Linked DNA regions of Ovis aries: region 2 is linked to region 1. The links are chromatin contacts, called in public Hi-C maps. All regions are on one chromosome and are shown on one strand. The core of a region is the stretch at or near the end of the contact, and the rest is flanking DNA. Distances in the headings are between cores, read along the strand shown. Region 1 has its middle 69 kb from the start of LRRC8B. Region 2 has its middle 34 kb from the start of LRRC8C.

Region 1 (4,714 bases), core at 1,442-3,941:
TGGAGAAATCAGAGGTTGCAGGTATAGGCAGAAAACATAAGATGTGGCTGTGACGTAGTTCTGTGCCAAACAGCAGAAGCACACTCCAAGATTAACGAGTTGATATCAAAGACAAGGAGGCTGGCCAAAGGGCCACCTCATGGACAAATGTGGGACAATTTTAATATGAAAAAGAATCATGACTATGAGTGATTATAATCGTATAATCCAAGACAGTATCCTGATCTAACTTCAGTGATAGGAAACATGGAGGGAAGAAAAACAAAGTAAATGAAACTGCAAGAAAATGGACAGGCAGATTATCTGGAGTCTTCTATAAGAAAACTAAACTAGTTCTTTAAACGTTAAATGTCAGGGGCTTCCCTGGTGGCTCAGTGGTGAAGAGTCCACCTGCCGACACAGGAGACACAGGTTCCACCCCTGGTCCAGGAAGATCCTACACGCCGAGGAACAGCTAAGCCCAGGCACCACGACTGTTGAGCCTGTGCTCTAGAGCCCGGGAGCCCCAAATACTGACGTCCAGGCGCCCTAGAGCTCATGATCCACACAAGGAAGACCACCACAGTAAGAAGCCCACGCACCATATCTAGAGAGCAGCCCCCACTCTCCACAACTAGGGGAAAACTGGGGCAGCCACGAAGACCCAGAGCAGCCAAATACATACATGCATAAGTAAGTAATAATAGAAACTGTTTAAAAAATCTAATGTCATTTTTTTAAATGAATAATAAAAATTCATAAGATGACACTTCTAATAGACTGATCTAGACAGATGCAATGTACAAATAACTATAAGGCATACTGCCACTGCTGCTGCTGCTAAGTCACTTCAGTCGTGTCTGACTCTGTGCGACCCCATAGACGGCAGCCCACCAAGCTCCCCCATCCCTGAGTTCTCCAGGCAAGAATACTGGAGTGGGTTGCCATTTCCTTCTCCAATGCGTGCATGCAGGCTAAGTCGCTTCAGTCATGTCTGACTTTATGCAGCCCCATGGACAGCAGTCCACCAGGCTCCTCCGTCCATGGGACCCTCCAGGCAAGAACACTGGAGTGAGTTGCCATTTTCTGCTCTGCTATAGGGCATGAAACTTGGTTTATTCTGATTCAAAAATATGAATAAATGAAACAATAATTAAAGCATTTTTAGATACAGTTGAGATTTGAATATGACTATCAGGTTATATTAGAGAATAATTCATTATAATTAACATTTTTAGGCATGCTAATATCATGTGTTTATTTGAGAGAAGATACTTATTCTTCGGAGATGCATGCTAAAGTGTTCAGGGGTGAAGTATTGTGAGGTCTGTAACTTTTATAAGATTCATCAAAAAATTATGCAGAGAGAGAGAAAGTAAATGTGGCAAAATGTTGCATTAACATATTTTTAATCTTGGTGACAAATATATGGGTGTTTGTTGCATTGTCCTTTCTACTTTTCTGTATGTTTTAAATGTTTCAATTTAATGTTGGGAGGGAAAAAAGTAGGGTTCAAGTGCACAAAGTCATTCTTGCAGTGCTGTTGAAAACATTAAAACACAAGGTACCACCTACAGGCTCTGCAAAAAGAAATGACTTGATCGCATTTGGTACAGCCTTAGAACGAATTCTGTCAGTCAACAATTATTGACCAAGGAAATTCTTTGCAACACATACTATCCTAAGCCCTGACGATAAAAGATAAGAGAAGGCCTTGGTTCTCAGGAAAAGCCTAAAACAAGCAAAGAAATGAACAAATTCATTATCAATAGGACCGACAAGGCATGCTGCATGAAGGAAATGACAAATGACAGAGAAAGCTCCCGTGTTGAGGGATAGGGAAGACCACATGGGGTTGGCAGTATTTGAGCTGAAGCAACAAGGAGCTGGCAGGGGGGACACCTCCTAAATCTTCCCATTCTCTTAAGGGAAAGCTGAGTGCAAAGGCACTGAGGCTATGCAGCATGAAAAGAATGATGTAAGCTACGCAGCACAGCACAGCAAAATGATTGCGTGTGGTGTGTGAGAAGAGGGCTACAGAACCACTCCCATACTAGGACACAGCTCCTCAGAGAGATATATACACATGTGGGATGACAATGCAAAGTGCCAATAGCTTGTCAGTGTGTTGACATTACAGACCACCTCTACTGTCCTTCTTTCACCATCTGATTCTTCTAATGTGCAAATGGACATGTTACTTTTATTTAAAAAAGACGTGTCCCACCTCGGAGGTAAAGAAAAGCAGCAGCACGGGTAGCCCACAGTAACCCCCTAGTGCCCAGAAGGAAGGTCACTCTGGACACCTGAGAAGACCATTCTGATCACTGTTTGTAACAGTCCAGGGAAAGGCAGGCTGCTCGTTCAAAAGAGGCATCCGCTCTGCACAGGGAGAAGCTTCTCACATCTATGAAATGCCTTGCTTTCTTCCCTGACTCCAAAACTTGGGACTGAGACAGAAAAATAGAGGAAGCTATTCATAAGCTGCCAATAACAGAAAACTTGCTGACTCTATCCAATTAAATTAAAAAACAAAAAACGAGTGTAGCTGTGACTGTGGGTAAGTGTCCTGGCTCCTGCCAGAGAGGAAAGCAACCTACAAGGAGCTCGTCGCTGGAGCTAGGCGATTATCCCACCCATTTCCACACCAGTGATTCCCCGTTTCAGTAGCTTTGGGGAGCATGCCTGATATCTGCAGATGCCCACAAGAGGGCAGCAGAGGAGTTTTTCTGAAAGTGCTGGAACACTAAAACAGGACAGAGGGAGAAGGCCAGGAGGAGAGGTGGGGAGATTTAAAATAAATTTCTTAAAGAATCGAGTTTATAAGAAATTTACAAACTTTTAGTAAAGTTTGTAAAAGTTTCCCAGAAGTGATTCAGGGCAAATAAGCCAAATTTGGTAGAAGAAAAGTGTAAGAAAATCAGATTTTACTATTAGTAGGACTTCCCTGGTGGCTCAGACAGTAAAGAATCTTCCCTCAATCAGAGAGACCCAGGTTCGATCCCTGGGTTGGGAAGATGCCCTGGAGAGGGGAATGGCAACCCACTCCAGTATTCTTGTCTGGAGAATTCCATGGCCAGAGGAGCCTGGTGAGCTATATACAGTCCATGGAGTCGCAAAGAGTTGGACACAGCTGAGCAACTAACACACAATAGTAAAACAAAAAAAGAGAGGAAGTCAAAAATAAAAAGAGATCAACTTTCAGCTTTCGGAGAGATGGCAGGAAATATTAGTCAGCAAACCAAATATTCCAGGATATTGTGTTCCAGGAGGTCTTTTATTCACTTGAAGAAAGCTGCATGTATAGTGGCATTTGAGAGACCCCAGAAGTTCCTTCTGTCTATAAATATCTCCATTTCAAGGTTTATTTCTGTATTTCTTTCTTTTGGCCACACCACCTGGCTTAAGGGATCTTATTTCTCCCACCAGGGATCGAACCCTTGCAGTCTCTTGCAGTGGAAGCATGGAATCTAACCCCTGGACCGCCAGGGAAATCACTGGAAATGTTTGGTTTTTTATGTTATTAATATGGTGAGAATTTTGAATCAGAGCACCTACAAATACTTGAATATACTTGAAATATAGTTGAAAATATATATTTTAAGCCTTGAAGAATTTCTTCCCCTACCCCCACCCCGCCCCCCGGCCTTTCCCTATGTTTTCTCCCTTCCTTTTCCTCTTTCAAATAAGTAGCTGTCTCTTTGCTGGCTCTTCATTGCCTTCAGAGAGGTCTATAGCAGAGCCAAAAGCAAAAATTTCCAGGTTTTATTTAACAAATTCTAACACGGAAGGATTTAGAAAGTGTGGAGGAGATGGAAAGGAAAAAGGAATTTACATGCTGAGAGTCTTGGAAGGAGTAGCAGACTAGAGGGACTGTCCTCAGCCCAGATGAAAGACTTCCTCTGGGAGGGGGGAAATAAACCAGAAGACAAGTGGGTCCCTGAAGACTGGGGGCCAGGGAGGAGGCAAGATCCCAGAGGGCAAGAACTGTCCCATTTTCAACAAAGGGGAGCAAGGCAGGAGCTGCTGCAACCGGCCTTGGAACAGAGCCTGAAAAGACCACACGGGCCCAGGGGAGGTCTGGACAGCCGATCCTGTTGGAAAGCAAAGATGTGCTCTTTTGAGCGTTTAAATGAAGCTGATCCACCACCCAGTTCCCACAGTGGTGACCACCTCACACTGCGTAATTACGGAGTGGGGTCATGCTCAAAGACACACACCAGCTAGGGGGTGGGAAAAACAAAAGGGTGAATGAGACAGAATCCCATCCTTCCCCAGTTGTGTCTGTTTCTGAGTTTTCCCCAGAGGTGTCTAATCCAGGTATGATATACATTGCCTCTTTGCTCTCCACTCCAATCTCAACCCATTTCTCTGACCACAGAGCAGAAGTGCTAGAAAAGAAGGGTGGGATCACTCAAGGTGAGAGCTTCCTCATCAGAGTCTAATTGGAAAGAGTGTGGGGAGTGATGTTCTACTAAGCAGATGTGGGTGCGGTCTATGAGTTTCATTCCCTCATTCCCTGCCCCCGCACTGTCCCTATTGCTTAATGCCAGTGAGGTACCAGCGAGCTGCTCACATCTTACTAAATGTTTGATTAAAAACTAATTACTGCTTCCTAGATTGCCATAAATCCAGCAAATCTGCTTATTCTCATAGTCTAGCAGGCCCAGAAGTTTGAATATCAGCTTGAGTAGAACTGTCTGACCTCTTCTAATCCATTTTCCTTTAAAGTACC
Region 2 (4,714 bases), core at 716-3,215, 150 kb after region 1:
GGTCTGGGGAGGAGTTATTTTGTACCCTGGTTTGAATTATGAAGACATTATATACATGAAATGGCCTAAACTAATAACTGTTGCAAAATGCCCTGGATATAATAATTTCTTCAGCTGTATCTGAAATCTGAAGCAGTGAAAAGAAACTAATTTAACTGATTTCTTCCTGCCTCTGGTCCATCACTTCTACATCCACTGAGACCTATCTACTAAGTACCTTTTGGTAAAGAACTACATTTTCTTCACCTTTTTAAAAATATGAACAGTTCCATCAAAACCTAAAGTATTAGCATAGAATATAAGACCCAAAGTACTGAGTTGAGATGGCTTCCGATTGAACTGAATTCATATTTAAATTTTGCGTTTGACTTGTATAATACACTCCGGCTGAGAAAAACAATTAGGAATGCCTCCTGCATGTTACATGTTATCTCTTAACAGAGATGATGCAATTTAAAAAATTCAAAGGGGCATAGAATTAGAATGGGTGTGTTTGCACATATATGTATTGTGTATAAACCTGCATATTCATGCTTAAATATTTTTCAAGCTCTTCAAATGCTTCACACTCAACAAAATAAAGGGCCAATTCTGAGAAGAAACATTTTGTGTAGTTAGCTTCACAGGGAATCCTAGCATTTGCTACTTTGTTTTTGTCGTATATTTTGAAACATGTACATAATTGGTTTTTGCTTCTGGTAATGAATTATTAGAAAATGTAAGATTTTGTTGTGAGCTGAATGCTTTTGGCCCTCAGGTTTACCATGTAAATCTGGATTTTGGTATTAAACCCCTCTGCCTGAGATTTAGTACTTTTGAGTGAACTTTATTGTTTTTAAAATAACTTTTATGTAATATACAGATTTAGTTTTTATAAACAGCAAATAAAAACAGCTTCAGTGTTGGAAGAAGTTGACTGGGCTAATCTTGCCTGTATACATTGATCCGTGCGCAAGCTCCAGGAATGAGCCCCTCCTCTTCCCAGGGTTGCCTGTGCAGTTGGGTAGTTATATTGTTCACCAAATAATAGATTTCAGATTTACATAGTTGTCTTCCAGTTGCTAAGTTGTGTCTGACTCTTTGTGACCCCATGGACTGTAGCCCGCCAAGCTCCTCTGTCCATGGGATTTCCGAGGCAAGAATTCTAGAGTGGGTTGCCATTTCCTCCTGCAGAGGATCTTTCTGACCCAGGGATCGAACCCACGTCTCCTGTGGCTTCTGCACTGGCAGATTCTTTACCACCGAGCCACCAAGGAATGGTGGTATGACTATCATAACAGTAATATGAGTTTTTAAACTGTGCTACAAGGGCTGCAAGGCTCTGAAAACTGCTGGACTGATCCTAGAATACACTGGGAGGGTATGCAATCTGTCACTCTCCTGATTCATCTGTCCAGCAGTGTTCGTCCCTTGGGACTGGTTCACAAACCAACCCATCTCGCTCCCTTTCTTCTTCTTGGCTCCTGTTTCTCCATCTGCTGTTGGTTTAGCACTAACATTGACTAGTGGACCAGATGAAATAAAAAGTAAAAACCTAAGACAGGAGATGTTGAAGTTTAGGTAGGGAGAAGAGATGGAATTCTCTGGTAAACCAGGTACATAATAGTTTGAACTTTGGGATAGAAGACTTTCCCCTCTCTCAGTCACATACACAGAGTTTCAGGAGCACATTAGGAAGCAGATACCAAGAACTTTTCTCTGCTGAAGGGCAGAACTTGATATAGACTGAAGCAGGTTATGAAGGAAACTAGATGGCACTGTTTTTCCCTGGAAATGTACTTTAAGCAAGGCTTTCTCTCACCTCTAAATGCATTGGGAATGGGAATATGTGGAGGAGATGAAACCAGTGCCTGACCTAAGGCATCACTGCGAGGTGCTCTGGCTGAGTCCTGTCCTAACAGCCCAGAAGGCAGTCACCGGCCCCCACAATCGTGGCAACAAGGGTGACTCCGTGTTCACTCCTTTCCACTTTGCAAATCACTTTTCAAACATGCTGTGAAGGGAGCCTGGCTGTGCAGGCAGAGGCCTGGCTGTTGAGGCCACAGCCTGATGCTCTGGAGCTGCAGCTCATGGTTGGGTTTCTGCCCCTTGTTTGGATTCTCTGAAATTCAGGTTCCTAGCTTGTTTTCTGTGTCCCTCTCATCTCTGAGACCCAGAGAAAAGCAGTTTATCCAAAGGCACAAAGCCAGAGCTTGAACTCAGCCCCATATTTACAGAAAAATATCCATATGCCAAGGAAGGATCAGAAAAAAGTCATCTTTCAACATGTGTAGTCTCTTTTTTGGGAAATATGTCTCTCTTCACCCTGTGTTGTCTCATTATGCTCCAGATGAGAGTTCTAAGTCCTGCCTCCTAAATACCAGTGCTTCTATAGAACAGCCTTTTCAGATTACTTCTTATATAGCAAATACCTTACATTTTGTGTGCCTTTCTACACAGGCCTGTTGTTGGTTTGTGTAGGGCTTCAGGCACATCATTTTTTTGCTCTCTGCCTCCCTCTGCCGCTGAGAAGGGAATAAATCAAATAGAAGCTTGCCTAGTTCCTGTTTCTTCCCTTTTTATTCAGTTTCCCCTTGCCTGCCTTCTGAGGGAAGATCTTTAGAATTCAGTGGCCCTCACTTAATCTCAGAGACTCCATCTCCAATGAGATGCACGTAGAAAGCCCTATGCGATGCCCAGCACCAGGATCAGACAGAACATGTTGGGTGCCTGAGCAGGAAACAATTTAGCAACCTTGAAACATGCTTTGAATGTTCATTTATTAGGTATTTGGTAAAGATGGGGGAGCTGGTTTTCTACTAGTAAAAATCATGAAGCTTAAATAGGCTAATTATTTCCTTCTCCAAAAGCAATACTCACAAAAAAGTGAGGTAGAGCTTAAAGATGACTGAGCAGAGAGAGGTGGGGATTGGGGAGACAGTGTAAATAAGTAAGTCCTCATAGTATTTTTATCAAACACCCCAACAGACAGTCTCTTCTCCCAGGCCTCACAAGCAGGCCCATCACCTGCCAGGTCTCCCCTCTCTTTTTTCCTCCCAGAGCATCCTTCTCTTTTGACTCTACTCTTTCCCTTCCCAGATTTCAGGTGCTACACCCTTCAGTATCTCTGTCTCTGACTGGACCGTTTAGCATTGTCCTAACCACATATTCCAAGCTTACATAAATCACCCTTTACTAAATCCCAACTTTGAGAGTATTAAATACCCATCATTTCAAGGGAGATGTTTTACTTTGTATTCATCAAAATAAACGTCTTTGAAATCACAATGTCCAGAGGAATATGACTGTCAGCTGGTTCGTTGTGCTTGCAACCCTAGGAACTGGAGGCAAATGGGATTATACTAGGGACAGAATGGTTTCCCAGGTTCCTCAGGTTGTAGGTTTACCAGAAGAGGAGTAATAGATTTGGACCATTGAATACAACATGCTGAATAAAATAGGATGCATTTGGGAAAAAAAAAAAAAAGTCTTTCAGTTATCAGGATTCTCCCTTCCTACAAAGTGGTTTCCTGTCACAATTTCAGGTTCCAAATGATAGACTTATTCATTTTGCTGGATGGAAGTAGGACCAATTTGCAATCCTTAGTCTGGTAACCTAACAAATTGCATATGAAAACCCAAGTTAATTGGTCCTGACCTATTATCATTTATTCCAATAATATTTGGTGTTCTTTGTAAGTTAGTACCGAGGCAAATGTTGGAACATTGGGGGGACCAAATGCCACCTGTCTGAAGGGAGTTTCCCTCTAGTCTTTCCTTAAACTGGGTTAGGATTCACATCCTTGTCTTATGTGCCTATGTCTTAACGTGCTTCTATGGCATGTTCTAAAAAAACGCCACAGGTCATTTTGGGTTTGAGAAAAGGGCGGTGCTGTCACCCTTTCCATAATAGACTGAACCAGTCTTGGGTAACTGCTCTGTGAAAAAGGAAATACAGAAGAAGAAGAGGCCAAGTGAAAAAGCATTGATTCAATCTGCATTCTGAGGCCTGAGAGAAATTCACTGGCCTGGTGATTCCTGGGCAGAACAATATATTATAGACCTCATTAATGGCTTCAAACTGAGGAACGATAAAAATCTAATCATTTCATCCCTGCTCCTACAGCTTGGAGTCTGCCACCTTGGGGGAAACATCGTATTGGGATACACCAATAGCATCATTTACCTTCTGCGGATTCCCAGGTGGCAGCAGTGGTAAAGATTTCGCCTGCCAATGCAGGAGACACAGATTCGATCTCTGGGTTGGGAAGATCCCCTGGAGAAGGAAATGGCGACCTGCTCCAGTATTATTGCCTGGAAAATTCCATGGACAGAAGCCTGGCAGGCTACAGTCCATGGGTCACAAAGAGTTGGACGCGACTGAGCAGGCACCTCCTGCAACTGGCCGAGTACTCTAGGTGGTCCTTCACGTGTGCTGTCGGTCCATCCAGCAACCTTATTTGGTGTGTTATTCCCAACTCACAGATAAGATAGCAAACCTAAAAATGAGAATTTCCCCAACATCTTGTGACAGTTCAGAAGAGGAATCTAGTTTAACTTACAGGTCTGCAAAGCACTTTCTACAGAGATTTAGGTAAACAGCACCCAGGATGAGCACTTCACCCTCTCACCCACCAGAGTATTTGAAGACGCACAGATCATGCTCTGCTTTTTCAGAGTTCACTAGTCTCCTTTTGGTAGCTTTTAGCCTGTTGCTTCCTTCTGTTCTTTATCT

What was found. A called contact is a pair of places that touch in the nucleus more often than the background predicts.
Region 2: a Hi-C map of hypothalamus shows a contact between it and region 1, with 3 times the contacts expected there. The contact joins two enhancer-like sites. A contact is called at or near these places in 4 of 16 Hi-C or Micro-C datasets (hypothalamus, liver, muscle and 1 more).

The regions. Positions count from the first base shown.
Region 1 is chr1:66,817,965-66,822,678 of ARS-UI_Ramb_v3.0, forward strand. No RefSeq gene overlaps it. Among named protein-coding and RNA genes, the nearest start is that of LRRC8B, 69 kb to the right of the region's middle. Within about 2 kb of position 2,692, at least 7 of the 54 cell types and tissues checked have an H3K27ac peak or open chromatin away from gene starts, as enhancers often do. A contact at or near this core is called in hypothalamus, where this site is marked.
Region 2 is chr1:66,967,621-66,972,334 of ARS-UI_Ramb_v3.0, forward strand. No RefSeq gene overlaps it. Among named protein-coding and RNA genes, the nearest start is that of LRRC8C, 34 kb to the right of the region's middle. Within about 2 kb of position 1,966, at least 6 of the 54 cell types and tissues checked have an H3K27ac peak or open chromatin away from gene starts, as enhancers often do. A contact at or near this core is called in hypothalamus, where this site is marked.